3 separate regions of the Mus musculus genome follow, and all the other regions are linked to region 1. The links are chromatin contacts, called in public promoter capture Hi-C maps. All regions are on one chromosome and are shown on one strand. Each heading gives the region's core, a stretch centred on a gene start, on an enhancer-like site or on the middle of the called end of the contact. The rest is flanking DNA. Distances are from core to core; before and after follow the strand shown.

Region 1 (5,071 bases), core at 1,745-4,244:
AAGAAATCAAGCTGACAGCAACTTGAAAGCTCATTTCTCTGGGCAACTTTCATAGTACCAGAAGGTGCTCCGTAGGCTGGTGAGTGAGGAGAGTCAGCCACAGCTTCATCTAGCTGTGCACTCTATGAGCTAAATAATGATCTGCCTGGAAAAGCGTGCCTGTGGGTGCAATAATGGCTCAGATATTATAAGGATAACTAACGGCTTTCTGATTGGATTTAGAACCCACTCCTTAGGTGTAAACTCATGGTTAGTACTATAAACACACTACTAGAATTTTGCTAAGTATACATAGCATCAAACTGTTTTCTAAATATGCATCTCTGTGCCCACAGGTTAGTGAATACCTTGATCGTCATTAGAGAAACATGTTTGCTCAGAGGACACTGGTTATTCAGAGGCTCCCAACTGGTCAAAGCCCAGAGAACAAATGTCTGTGAAGAGTTCAGTCATAGATGGGGCATTTACATTAGCTCAACTCAGGTTTATGGGTATATTATGAAACAGTGGCAGAAAGATGGTAAGAGCAAGTTGTCAGGGACGGGCAGGACAAAAGTTTCTAATGGTCACCTCAGAATTATTGCACCCATTGACTGTAATGTAGCTGTAGTGACAACCACAAAGCATAGACAAGACCAACCACATTCAACATTCTAGAATTAGGAGAAGTGAACATGAGCCTCCATCTCTAGCTGAGAATTTATTGAGGATCTATGGCTTCCAGGAAAGGGAGAATCAATTTTCATTAAGAGGGTGGTCCCTGGTGTGTTGACTGGACTCCATTGGCCAGCTAACCATGAGAATACCCATGAGCATAAATTAGACTTAGTTGGACTTTTTAAAAACAAATGAATCTGGAAAAGGAAGTTGCATGAGATCTAGGAAGAGTTAGAAGGGGTGGGTAGAGTAACTATGATTGAAATATATTTTATATATGTACGAAATTCCTAAAAAATTATCAATGTTATATTTAAAAGGTAGGGATATTAGCAAAGATATTGGATACATATAGCTATAAAATGAAAATGTTAAAGATGCCTATTGTACCTCAAATATTCCAATTTGCAAATGACTAAGTGAAAGTTAACCCTTTTAGACTTACTATGTTATTTCCAAACTATATGCATCACAGACTTTTTTGGATATTTTATTTAAAATAAGTTCTCATTTTGTTTTAAAGCTTGTTTTTCTTTGCTGTCTATGAGTGTTTTGCTTGCATGTATGTATGTATACATTAGCATACCAAGTGCCTGTGCAGGTCAAAAGAGGTCATTGGGTACCCTGGAGCTGGGGATATAGGTGATTGGGGGTGCTAGAAGTTAAACCAGGTCTTTCCCAAGAGCAGTAAGTACTTATAACCTCTGAGCTATTACTCCAACATCAGTATGGCTTTTTCACAGGTAATATATTGTCTTTTGCTGGGAGAAGCCTTACTGAATTTTAAATTTCATAATACATGAACTAACCTCTCTAATAAAGGGAATAGGCTTCAGTGTTGTTGCTACTGTTACTGCTATGTGGAGTCCTCTTTCTCTTTACAAAAGATACTGACTTTCTAACTGTACCCACATTTGTAATGAATGCTACTCCAGCAGGTGTACCTCTACAGAATAGAGTCTAGATGCTGTGCCCAGGAGGTACACTTTCATTGTCAACACTGCTTGCTGCTGTTCTCCAATGTCTTCCTGGGGTTAGAAGTGGCAAGTTATCCTGCAAAAGTCAAGAGACTCCTTGAAGCATAGATAGCTGAGGAAAAAAAAAAACTCAGATGTTAGAGTCTTGCATTTTTTTGTTTTATTGGGAGTTATTAATTTTACATATGTGTGTGCATCTGAATGCTTATTTATGAATCAAATGTGCAGGTGCCTACAGATTCCAAGAGAGGGCATTGTATCCCTGGGAACTGGTGTGGTGAAGGACAGTAAGCCTCCCAATGTGGTTACTAGGAATCTGAACCCAGAACCCACACAAGAGCAGTCAGTGCTCTTAACCACCCAGCATCTCTCTAGCACCAAGGGGTCTGATATTTAACAGCAAGAGTTTCTGATACATGTGTGTTCTAGATTCACGTAAGCATATGGCTCAGATTGTAGGTTGTGCTTGTATATTAATACTGATGGAGCTTTGAAAGTATTAAGGCTACTTGGCCAATTTGATGCCCGTAATATAACTCCTACGAATGTTATAAAGAACATTAAACAACAACATCACACCTTTGTTAAACACTATGTGACTTGTGTCCCTCCTAGATGGCAACCCTTGGGGAAGCCAAGAGAGGCTGCCCTAGGATGTTCCCTAGTCCCTAGAGTACCTTCTAGTCTTTGGTGATTGCATGGAAGGGGAGTATTACCAAGGTAGCCCGAAATTCTGCTGGTGCCTTCCAATCCCAGAGGAGTGGTCTTCCAGTGTTCCTGTCTTAGATCATCCACCCTTCATCACCTCTTAACTTTTGCTGCGCATCACCAAGGCAGGAACTGACAGGAGGAACTTTCTGCTAAGACCAGGCTCCAGTGTTCCAGGAGGTTGTCTTCATTCTCTTGCCTGTAGCACAGGGATCATCACAGAACCTCAGCTCCCGAGAAGCCAAGAGAAGGATATCAGCAACAAAAACGACAAGAAAACTTTCTCCTTACCCTTACCTTTCACCACTAATTTAGATATTGATTTAAAAGTCACCAGAACAGAAAATACTGTTTTATCTAGGCTCTGCCTCCACCATGTGCATCCCACTCTTCCCTTTTCTGAAGTCTCTACTCTGTCCTGTCCTTGACTCCAGCTAAACAGGTTCTTGTTAGGTTCTAGGAATAAGTAAAGACTCCGTTGTGTCTTCTTCCTGCTCTGCTTTTCCCCATGTGAGTGCTGGATTATTCCAGTTTTTGAGCATGGCAGATTTCCACTGGATGACATCATGGGAGCCCAGTGAGTGCCGCTGGTGGAGGGGGACAGAGAAGGGGAGGAGGCTCAGAGGAGGAAAGAGGGCTGGGGAGCCGAGCCAGAGCCAGGCTGCCTGCCACCGGGCTGCACGTTTGTGAGCTGAGGAGTGCACCGCCAGCCACTGACAAAGGATGGGAGGATGCCACTGCCCTGGGATGCCGGCTGCGCGCAGCCTGCCGGCCTGAGCTACTTTACCCTCCCCGGTGAGTGATTGTAAAGACCATTTGATCAGCCTTGGGCAGAGTCCTCTTTGGCTTGTGGTCCTGGGAGGCTTGTCCGTGCTCCAGAGCACAAGACCTGGCACAACAGTAGCTTGGAGCCCAGGCGGCAGGTGACTTTGCCCAGGTGGGTTCAGCACAGGAGGTCCCGATTCCCTGCTTAAATTGGTACCCAAGCCGCTAGAAGCAGGCTTCTCTGCTAGGCTTCCCCAGCGGGGTGCTGTCCTGGTAGCTCCCCTTTGGTGGATTACAAGTCAGCGCTGTTTACACCCGCAGCCGCACCCCTCTGAAAGCAATTCCTTTCAGTGACTTCCTTTAGGGTGGATTGGAGAGAGAAAGAGAGTACCAGTTACCCAGGGAAGGGCGCGCACCAGGAAAGACCAAGTGCAGCCTTTGTCTTGTGTTTAAAGCGGATGCGCTCAAACCTGAATCAGACTCTCAGCAACTGTTGGGTTTAGTACTGGTTCCCCAGCCCAGCGCTGCTGGGTGAGAGATGTCACTGTTTTCCTGCTGAAGGAAGTGGAGAGCTGGGACTTTAGACTCTGGAAGGGTCCTGCGCTCACATGGTGAGTGTCGCAGTTATCCAGGTGTGGAACTGGCTTCTGGCGCACAAGGAAGTGAAGTAGATGGCGAATACAGAGAGATGCCCAAGTTTTATACCAAGTGGTGCAAAGGGAAACAGGAAACTTAACAGAGAATGGCTCTGTAGATCTTTTGTCCTTTCTGATGCGCTTCTTTGGGGTATTGTTGTGGAGAGTGAATGGAAGCCGAGCTATGTCCAGTGAGAATTTTAAAAGCTCCAGGTTTTCGTGGCACTTTCTTTTGTTACTATGGAAAAGATTTGCTGGATAAATAGGTTATACATCACTATCTTTACCGTGGTGCACCTTGTGGACTTGAAGCAATTCAGAAACTGCTCAAGTGCCTTAGTTGAGAGTAGCACCCTGTGCGTCAACATACCAATACCCAAGCTCGCTGGCTTCTTGCCCTGGGGACACATGCTTTATCTATGATTTTCTGCTGTTTGGGAAGAGTCCAATTTTCATATCGCAAGAAAATGGTGATATTCATATGAACACGTGTGTTTTTTTTCTGTCAGCCTCCCACTAACCACCTTGTGATGAATATGAAAACCAATAAAATCTTGATACTTTGGGTACACTTGCAAAAGAAGGAGTTTCAAAGCTCTGTTGTTGGACAGATTAAATAAATTTCAATAGCTAATACATATTCTTGGATAAGTGGAAAAATCACTTATCATTAAGAAGATTCTAGGTATAAAATTTTGGTGTGAGTGACCTTAAGATAATGACAGGATACAAGAATAAGGTAAGACCAGTTACAATTCAAATATCATTCTGTTTTGTCTGTAAAGGCTTAGTGTTTTCCTTTAGATTATTGTGTATTCTTTAAAGATAGCTGGTCTTAATGAAGGTCTTATAAGACAGAGAATCAAAATATATTTTCTTCCTCTATGATTTCCCCTTCTAATAGTTTGTGTTGTGTTTTGTTTGTTTGTTTTTTTTTTCTAGGCAAAGATGATAGGGGATGATTGGAATAATGAATGTACTGGGAGTGTAGGGAGATCTGAGCTACTAGGACTCATATTTATAGATATGAGTCACAGAACTAGGAAGGCTATCACAGCGCGTTACTTTGATTTGAGGGGAGCTCTTTCTGGGTTTTACATGTTCGTCTCCTCTGAGAAGCACACAAAGTGTTTGATTACGTGAAGCTATGTGCAGAGACAGATAATTTGACCAGAGAGCTTGCCTTTATCCAGGACTGCTGAGATCAGCATAACATTTTATTTTCTGTGATAATAAAAACAAAAAGAATGCTTATTGCATTATTTGTGTCTTGACTTCTTGTCACAAAAGGCTCTGTTCCTCTAAAGGTTTCCTTTCCCACCTTTGTTT
Region 2 (5,071 bases), core at 657-3,156, 410 kb after region 1:
AGTGGCATGAACAAAAGCTAGGATTTTGGCTCCATAGTGTGTAATTACTTTCCCCAAGGCTGATCTGGCTACCACCACTACAAAAGAGTAATCCCTCCATTACCAGAATGAACACAAAGCTTACTATTGGCATCTTTATCAATTAGGACCATCCAGTCATGTCAGTGGACATCTACCAATAAAGAGAAAATTATTGTTCTCACTGAAATATATAGACTGTATTCGGTATACACATTTGTACTCAATGCTCCTAATACTTCTACTATTATAATTTATGGGGATGCTAAACCATCATTTTCTTTCACACCACATTTCCCAGAATCAACTATTCATTTCACTCTAATGAATTGTGCCAATAAAGTCTTACTCACAGAATCATCTGGTTTTATCCATTCACTCCATCATTTTAAAGCAGGTGATCTGATAGGCTGATGTAATTTTCTATTGAAACTTAATTACCATGCAGGTTAAAGACTATATTCTATAAAAGTGACATTAATATTGCATGGCAAATAGAAGACTTTTAGTAATGAATAATGATCAGGTTAGCACATCATTACTTTCCATAGCCATTTATGAATATATGAATTCATATATGGATGTACAAACCTGGGGATGAAGAGATTAATAGAAATCACATTGTTCACTGAATAACCCTGTTGTAGCATTTGTATATCTATGCCCAAAAATTTAGATACAAGTGGTTGGAATTTCTTACTTCCTGTTTTGAGACAGCCATCCAGTTATTGTATGCTTTTCCAGAGGTTGAATACACAAACATGTTATTGCACTTGGTAGAATTACTGATCTTACTTGTAGAAGCAAAGTAGATCACAACCATGACTGTAAACTAGGAGAATGTGTTGAAGAATCCAGGATTAGTTTGTAATGCCAAAATTTAATAGACTTTTTTGTGACTCTAATTAAAATATGTATTATCCATTAAGGATTCAGATTATTTTAGGAATGAAGACATAGATTACCCACAAGCAGCTCAAATCAGAGGGCGTCTGTGATTTGTTATAATAGACAGGACACCATGACAATCCCACCAGCTTTGCATATGTCCAGTGTGTGTCTAGCTGTACAGATATATGTACATGTGTTTTGTAAGTTTTCCCCTCATTGATCCCTTATTACTTAAGTCTTCATATTGATATTTAACTGTGTTTCAGTATAGTCATAGCTGTAATAGAGATATAGTAAACATATAGTAGAGTTAGTGACACATGAGCTTCTGTCACTAGAGACAGACAGGAGACAGTCTAGACTTCAAACCTTATTTGTAGGGAAACAGTAAGAATTATTTCACACATATTAATGATATTTACAGTTTGTTATTCAAGAAGAAGCAGTTTGTGCTTGATTGGCAGTTCAAGTGTATAGATATGGCTGTTTAAGATTAAGGATGAATCATGTCTAGTCCATAGTATTGTTGTCTCCTTTGAATGGTACATGAGTATTGCTCTCTTAAAAGCAGAGCAGCCGTGATGATTCACTGGAGAATCTTGCAAGATCTGGTGTCTTAATGTTCTCTCGTGGAAGGAAACAGCATGTCCAGGAGGCTCATGAGACTCTTATGAGACCATTAAAAGTTCCTCCTAAGACCCTGTCCATCGTTGAGATTGAATGAGACTGGGATGGAATTGCTCCAAGGATCGCTATTGACTAGTTGTCAGGGGGATGTCCAGTAGCATGGATGCCTGTGAGCAGTCCGTTTTCCAGTAAACTCTGCTATTACTCACTGGCTCATCAAGCTGGAAGAATTGTTTCTGTCAGAGTCATCCTGATCACTCAAGAGCAGCTGGTTTATATCTTATGCTTCTTCACATATTTTCAGAGTCAGCCTGAATCTGCCCACACAAAGCTATCACAAACACAAGGGTAGCATCTGATCCTAGAGTTTTCAGCTCCTGCTCTACAGTGCCCAGGAAGTACTGTGGGTAGCTAGCCACTACCTTTTCCTAGGAGACATACACTCTTTACTTCTGGTTTCTCTCTGTGACATCATAAGGTAAATATTAGTCAGGTATTAATTGTTCAAGGTTCTCTAGAGAAAATGACACCATATCTATCTATATCTATATCCAGACTGTTTTATTTTATTTGGTAATTGGCTGCAAGATTTAAAAGGCTGGCATGTTTAAAAGCTGATGAAAATAGAATAGTTTGCTATGAGCAAAGAGAAGAACTTCAGGTTGAATATCAAACAGTTTCTTCTTGAAGAAGGCAAGTCATTGTTCTTGTCAAGCCATCAGCTGCTTAGATGGAGCTCATTCACGGTGGAGAGTGGGCCATCCTAATTGCCTGCTCTATAACAAAATGCCAAATTTATTTCTCCTAGTTCTTATACGAACCATTCATGTGAATGCCTCATTTTTTTCTTTGATGGCCATCCTTTCATTGAGTCACTATAACCTTGGGGATATTGCAATGTCTGTCACTTTTTCCTATAAATATTTAAATTATTGGTGTCTGGTGCCCTCCTCTGAACTTCTGGGAAATGAGAACCTTCAAACAATCCCTTTTAGCCTGGGAGATGTCCATTGATACCTGGAGTTCCTGCATACTTTAGAATTCTTTGTTTTGCTTTCTTAGTTACACAAATCTATATAATAAGTTTTCCATGTCAAATTCTCCATATTAAAATAGTTTGTGTGTCTTATAAGAATGAGACAAAACCTTGGTTGATAATGTGGTAGGTTTTATTTACAAAAGAATGATTAAATCATTCTGGCCAAAGTTGAATGACTAGTACAAAATTAATGCTGTGGAATGTAAGAAGCATGTAATTTTAATGTACACAACTGAAGGTAAAGATTAGAGATTTACCCTAGATGGTTCTTTTCCTCTGTATATGTCATAGTTCATTTAATCTCTGCAGGAACTCTGTGAGCCAAGTACTGCCTCACTATTTGGGGAATAAGGCATATTTAGAAGAGTTTAATAGAGATAGCAGGTGAGTGGTCCTACTAACTTTATCTCATAATTGTCTAATCTTATAACTTAGAACATAACTTTAAGTTTTAAGGCCAATACAACTAGGTATAAAAGAAATTGCAAGACTTGATGAGAAAACTGTTTAACTTAGCAGTAATCTTAAAAACCATTTTATGTTGTTCTTTCTCAGAATTGTACAAACAAATGTACAAAACAAAAACCTAAGCTGTTATGGATCAGTTTCTTAGACAGATTTGTCCTCATCTGTTGCGGGAAATATTACAAAATGAAACCGCGTGTCCCCACACTTGTGCCTCTGCCCGGGTGGCCTGGCCAGCCATGCACTGGCAGACGCTGGACGGCAATGGCCCGCTTGTTTTTATCTCATGGAGACTCTGACTCAGAACTCCACAATTTCTCCATCCAGTTCTCTAAGTTCCCAATGGCAAGTCGTTAGCATGCCAACCCCATGCTTCAAATCCACCACGGTCTTTGTGGTACACATCTGGCAAAACCACACTTTGCCACCATACCTGACTCTCTTGAACTCAGACAAGCCACTGTGTGAAGGAAAATGAAACACAAACTTAGTTCAGAAACAATGGTAACTTAATGTCGGGTACAACAACTGAGACCTAATCTTGTAAGCCTTATTAAAATCTGATTGGTCCAGTGATGAATCCTTGTGGATCCACCATGATACCAGGAAACTCTAGCAGCTACATCTTACCTATATGCTGCCTGCTTTCCAAAGGCACCTAACTCTCTCATGCTTCCTCTCTTTCTCCATCCAACCCAGAAGTCCCGCCTACTTGCCCAGTGATTGGCTCCTTTATTCATTAGGAGATGAACAGCACCAGTCCCATCCACAACACTCACTCATCAACCAAAAATACATAAATGAGAGGTCAGATTCCTACATACAAAACTCAGTCTTAGAAGCATGCATTTAAATTCATTCCAATTATTGTATTTTACCCGACGCTTTGCAAACTATTAGCTTATAACTTGAGAAGTATTAGGAAAACCATAAAATGCTAAACACATTACTTATTTGTTAAGGTTGTGTGACAAACATCATGGCCTAGGTAATTTAAAAGAGGAATGTACTTCCTCAAAATTAGGGACTAAAATTTTATGATCATGGTATCAAGAGTCGAGGGTTTGTTTGTTTTTTCTGAGTTCTCTCTGCTAGGTGACAGATTGCTGCTTTCTCTTTGTACCCACACAAACTATAAAGAATATTAACTAGATTAGGAGCCACCCAAAAGATCTCATTTTAATTTGACTGTATCTTTAAAGAGTCTGTCACCAATTATTGGAAAACTGATAATACTAAATAAATATTCACCGAGGGAAAGGACAAGTCAATGAGAAGTGATATATGGTAAAGACAATTCCCCTGAATAGTCTGTACTGAGGACTACTATATAAGAGACCTCCTACCTATCATGGGTACTTTAATTTTGTGAATGAGGATATAGACTACTGAGGACTACTATATAAGAGACCTCCCACCTATCAATCATGGGTACTTTAATTTTGTGAATGAGGATATAGACAATTGAATTTTTTGTTCAAAAACTGAGCAATCTATGCATACCATATTCAAATGCCAAACTGCTAATCCAAAGGTAGACAATCATATACAGAGAAGAAAATTTAGACTGTTGATCACATCCGTTCACCCTTTACAGCTTTTGTCCCATTCTCACTTCTAAAAACTGAGTAGGAGATTTTTCTACATCATTTCTCAATTCATTAGAATTTATTAGTTGCGGAGACAAATGATTAATGGCTCTATACCTGAATCCCTTTTCTCATGAGTATGTGCACAAATGAGTCACTGTTTGCATGTGTTAACACACTCTGTGTTCACACAAAAATACCCATCTAAAACATGCTTGCTCTCATCTTCCATCTTAGAATCCTTAACCGATACAGTTTAATTGTATCCATTTCTTTAAAGCAAATTACATAGTATTTGTTTCACTTTTGTTATGTACTACACACCAGTGTTACTCTCACGGCTAATCAACCAGTCTGTTCATCTTAGTACTGAGATATTTATTTTTTAGTTTTGTTTTGAACCCTGAAAATGAAGTTTCGGAATTGAGAATTCATGCATAAA
Region 3 (5,071 bases), core at 1,925-4,424, 410 kb before region 1:
AAGGCACTTGCTGCCAGACTTGATGACCTGAGTTCGATTCCCAGAGCCCACACAATGACAGAGAGAACTGATTTCTACAGATTGTTCTCTGATCTCTACAAGTGTATTATGCCACACACACACACACACACGGTAAGTAAATGTCAAAAGAGAAAATTGGTGAATTGAGGAAGTAGATGTCTCTTTGTTTTATTTGAAGATGTGAAATGAGTAGATGTTACTTTTTTCTGTATGCAATGTCACATAATTTAAAAAATTATTTATTTGTATTTTATGTGTATGGGTGTTTATCTGCATTATGCATTATGCGGGAGTGTGCAGTGCCCAAGGAGGCCAGAAGAGGGCATCAGATTCACAAGACTGTAATTGCTGAGATTGCAAGCTATCATTTGTGTGTGTGTGTGTGTGTGTGTGTGTGTGTGTGTAATTGCACATATGTTTTCTGAAATTACAATCTGCACTCTGAATTGCTGAGCCATCTCTTCAGTCCTGGTACTTACAGATGAAGATCTTTGTTTGTTTGTTTGTTTGTTTGTTTGTTTCTTTCTTTCTTTCTTTCCTTCCTTCCTTCCTTCCTTCCTTTTTTTTTTTTTTTTGGTTTTTCGAGACAGGGTTTCTCTGTATAGTCCTGGCTGTCCTGGAACTCACTTTGTAGACGAGGCTGGCCTGAAACTCAGAAATCCTCCTGCCTCTGCCTCCCGAGTGCTGGGATTAAAGGTGTGAGCCACCACATCCCGCTCCAGATGAAGATCTCTTGATCCGATGATTTGGATGCAGGGACAGGACATTGCCAACACTCAAGGAGTCAGTTGACTTTGAGATGTCTGCTGTGCAAGTGGATGAGTTGACCAGGCTTCTCCCCAACCTCCAGCCCCTGCCCCCTACAACCCCCAGTTTGTCCTGGACTAGAATAGCAAGTTTAGAAGTTCATGAAGAATCTTATGAGTTAGAATTCTAATGGACACTTGGGCACTAGTGTTTGAGAGGCTGAATGGTGCGGATCTTGAGTCCAGGGCTAGTTTGGACCAGAGGCAGGGAAGAAGAGAGAGGAGATGGGAAAATAAGATAGGTGAGAAAAGGAGACTTTAGATCATGGGGAAGGTGCACTTTGTGGCATACTGCCTTGTGTTCTTACACTCTGAGCATCTTTAGGTGTCTTTGGAATTGAAGGCTGTCCATATATCACTATTGTCTATATGCCTCATTCATCTGTGCTGACTGAGTGCCAGCAGTAGGCCAAGCAAACCAGGGAGCAAAGAGATAAATTCCTGATGCAGTGCCTTTCCTTTCACTGGAAAGCCGCCCAGTTCATCATACATATTCAGTGACATGTCAAGGCTAAGTTCAAGTTCCTATGCTCCCTATGAAACTTCTGTTCACTGATGCTTCCGAAATAACTTTCAAGAGCACACAGGTATTTAATTATACACTGTCTCTGTTTCCCAAGTTTCTCCTGAGTCCTGTGGCACATGGTGTTAGCCATGAAAATTGCTTACAACTGTTAGTGATTGGATGCTTTCTTTTTTATATGGCGTTATTATTATATTAACAAATGGACAGTGAAAGATAAGATAGTGTCACCCCACACAATTGGAAAATGCAATTAAAAGATCTAAGATCTGTTAAGAGTACCCTCATCTACTGTCCAGGAAGGAAAAGGATCTAGTTCACCTGTCAAAACACAGTAACAAGGGCTCAGCAAGTGGTCCAAATTTGTAAGAAAGATAATAGCTAGCAAAAATTGGTATTAAAAAAAGTCTCTGACTTTGGGTAACAAAATACAGTCTGAAATAATTCTAAATACTGAGTTAAAATGCAAACTACTATGCAATGGGCTGGTATGCTATTACAATAAAAGTGATTACATTACCCACTCTCATGGCTCATTAGATGACTCAAACCATGAGGGTAGTGGGAGCAGAGACATCAAATTGGGGATTTGGAAGCCCTGTGAATATGTACAGTAAAAAAACCACACTAAGTCCCACAGTCAGTAGGCAGATCAACTTTACTTGGAGTGATTAAAGGCTTATGAAGTTTTTGAGGACTGAAGGTAGGGACACCCAGTATGAGCAAATGTCATTGGCTGGGGGCTTAGAGTACCTTGAATGTCTCATTAGTATGGAGAAACATTTCAGGAATCTTAGGTGCTAGCTGAACAGGTTTTGTCAGGAGAAAAGATATTGGTCCTATAAGCTAATTGAGGCTACATGACATTTTTCAAGTAGAGGTGAATGTAGGGACTTAGAACTTCCTGGGCAAGGTCAGAGAAGGAGAAACCCTGCTAATGAAGGAAGTCCTCCATTACACGCTGAGGCCCAGAAGGCTATCCTGTCATTTGTAGACTTCAACTTTAATTAGCAGAATTTCCCCACAATTAGATTTTTAAAAAAGTCTCTAGCAGTGTTAGAACTGTGCTTAGTGTCGTAGTTAGGTAGCACCTCTGAGCCTCATTTTTAATTTTGACGCTGCCTTTCTGGGGAAGTGGAGAGAGAAGACACGAAGCTCAAGGTTGTTCTTGGTTGTTAGACTGGGCTACATGAGACCCCAATGCAAAAGAAAGAGTAGTTATTATAATAAAATGTTGCCCATTAACATAGAATGTTAAGAAATACATATTTTCATTGTTTCATTGTTGATCCGGGTATTTTCTATCTGCATCCACATCTTACATCCCACATCTCAAATAAAAAGGGTAATTTTCACACTTTTGTGACTAATTTTACTGGTGGTGTGATTATTTTGTTGTTGTTGTTTGTTTGTTTGTTTGTTTGAATCTTGCAATAAATCTGTGCAGAATGCAAATAGTTTGTCTGTGCCCTTCCCCCAACCTTTAGTTGGTCAAACAAATCTCAGAGCTGGAGCCAGGCACCTGGCTTTGCTACATTTGCATCTTCCTGCCCGACCCTTGAGGAGCTGACTGCCTACTGAGTTTACTTTGCAGCTCAATCCAGCTGAAACAAAGGGATGGGTCCTTGGGTTTTCTCATGTATATTCAGAGTTAGACATTAAAATTTGAGCCTTTATCAGAGAACTTTGTCTTGGCTCGTTATTTCTCTCATCTGCTCATCCTAATTCTATTTCCAGCTCTTCTTCTAGGTATACCCAGTCCTCCATTGCTGCTGGATCATTACAGGTGGCACCCAAACAAGGGGCCTGAACACTGGGACACCAACTGAAGGACACTGTCTTCGACGGACCTGCATAGAAAACGGTAGAAGTTATATATCCTGCATGGTGGTAAGCAACATATAGTATTAGTGTTAGCACTATAAATTTCGTCTTTTTAAGGCTGTTGATTGCAAGGGTGCAAAATGATACAGGCTAGACTAGGTCAACATTGGCCCAATGCTGATATCAGCTAGGGGTGGCAGTGCATTGGGATGGGGAATTTTATATAGGCAATTGTCCACAGCCTCCAAGAGGTGCTTCAGGTGTGAGGAGTAGGGTATAAAATAAAATAAAACAAAATAAAATAAAATAAAATAGTAAAAACAAACAAACAAACAACAGCAAGAGGATGCTAGATATACAAATAACATGAGAGAGAGAGACACAGAGAGAGAGAGACACAGAGAGAGAGAGACACAGAGAGAGAGAGAGACAGAGAGAGAGAGAGAGAGAGAGAGAGAGAGAGAGAGAGAGAGAGAGAGAGAGAGAGAGAGAGAGGGAAAATGGATTTTGGAGCTCTCCTAGGGACAGAAGGAAATCAGGAAACATCCTGTGTCTTCTCTGGCCCCTACAGGAGACATCCTTAGTTCTGGTTACATCAAGTTCTCTTACCTCTCTGTATTGTCTGTCTTTGGTGCACCAATCTGTCCACTTGTCAATCTGTGTCTGTTTTTGTTTTGTTTTCTGAATGACTGTTGTTCTGTTTTATGTTGAAAAGAAAAAAATGGCTAAAACTTTATCTGCTGGCTCTCCATCTCTTGATTCAGTCTCAGTTTGCACAGCAGAGGCTGGTTTTAGTTGCCCTGCACCCTTAGCCAGGAGTCAAGCACAGCAGGAGAGGCCCTGCTGAAAAGCTGCTTTTAAAGGGGGGCAGCTGCTTTTCAAGTTCTAAAGCAAATAAGCTGATAGTTGTTTTTTCCTAGAAAAATCTCTGCAATTGTGATTATTTGGTTCAGCAAATGACAAAGTGCTTTCTCTCTTGAAATTATAGCTAGAAAAAGTAAAAATTCTTCGATTGGTCTAAATTTATAAGATTTATGTAGCCGCTTCATTTTGTTTCTGACTGGTCTTAAAGGTATAAATATGCTGTGCATGTCTAGACCATACAGTATTGGCTTATAAGTTATTGTGTATGATTAAAAATTTGTAACATTGGTAACAAGAAAGTTAGCTTAAAACTGGTAACTCAGGTTTGGAGTCATTTTAAACAACAACACATGGCATGAACCAGTCCAGGAAACCAGGACACTAAAGATACTTCTAAATTGGGATAACATTTTATGTAATTCTTATCCTAGAAATTAGACTTATAAGGGATGAGATTTAAAACAAAGTCTCTTTAATGAAGTATTAAAGGTTGCATTGTCATGCATTCATATATAAGAACTGGCAGCCAAACTTTGTAACATGAAAGTAATGCTTTTGGTATTGATTTTAAAGAGAATGGATTGTTTAAAATTGTGTTTTGCTTTTGAAAGTTTTGCTCTAATATTGCAAAAGAAACTTAAAAATCATGGTTAAAACTGCCAGTGTACTACTGGCTGCAGTTTGCAGTTTGATCGCAAGCTCAGGATTCTTAACTCACCCATATTTTGTAATTAGGATGATTGCAAGAGTAATAAAAGTTAAAAACTACTGTAGTCAGTATGGGCCCCCTGTCCCTTTTACACAAGCTTTATTGGATACAGGTAGAAGCAAAATTTAACCCCCCAAGATTGGAATGGAGATCTCAGTGAGAATTTACTTGGTATCAAACAGGCTCCTGATGAACTGTTTCAAGGAATTTGTGGATAGACTTCTAAAAACAGCTAGTAGAATTTTTGGAGACCCTCAAGTAGGGGTTCCTTTTGTTACGCAATTGTCTTATGAGAACACTAATGCAGCTCACTTTGGCCATACG

Evidence for each region. Promoter capture Hi-C pulls out the DNA fragments that hold promoters and counts their contacts.
Region 2: a promoter capture Hi-C map of hippocampal neurons shows a contact between it and region 1, with 3 times the contacts expected there. The contact joins the enhancer-like site here to the promoter of Marchf1 in region 1. A contact is called at or near these places in 2 of 39 promoter capture datasets (hippocampal neurons and pre-B cells), 1 of 484 Hi-C or Micro-C datasets (cortical neurons) and 2 of 9 other capture datasets (embryonic stem cells and liver).
Region 3: a promoter capture Hi-C map of embryonic stem cells shows a contact between it and region 1, with 2.2 times the contacts expected there. The contact joins the enhancer-like site here to the promoter of Marchf1 in region 1. A contact is called at or near these places in 1 of 39 promoter capture datasets (embryonic stem cells), 1 of 484 Hi-C or Micro-C datasets (cerebral cortex), 2 of 115 datasets of contacts at active chromatin or transcription factors (forebrain and neural progenitor cells) and 1 of 9 other capture datasets (embryonic stem cells).

The regions. Positions count from the first base shown.
Region 1 is chr8:65,615,046-65,620,116 of GRCm38.p6, forward strand. It overlaps Marchf1 (membrane associated ring-CH-type finger 1), which reads left to right and starts at 2,995. Exons shown (of 9, transcript NM_001293784.1): 1 at 2,995-3,137.
Region 2 is chr8:66,021,170-66,026,240 of GRCm38.p6, forward strand. The region is part of intron 3 of Marchf1 (membrane associated ring-CH-type finger 1); the gene reads left to right. Among named protein-coding and RNA genes, the nearest start is that of Gm24205, 21 kb to the left of the region's middle. Within about 2 kb of position 1,907, at least 8 of the 459 cell types and tissues checked have an H3K27ac peak or open chromatin away from gene starts, as enhancers often do. A contact at or near this core is called in hippocampal neurons, where this site is marked.
Region 3 is chr8:65,206,072-65,211,142 of GRCm38.p6, forward strand. No RefSeq gene overlaps it. Among named protein-coding and RNA genes, the nearest start is that of Smim31, 79 kb to the left of the region's middle. Within about 2 kb of position 3,175, at least 6 of the 459 cell types and tissues checked have an H3K27ac peak or open chromatin away from gene starts, as enhancers often do. A contact at or near this core is called in embryonic stem cells, where this site is marked.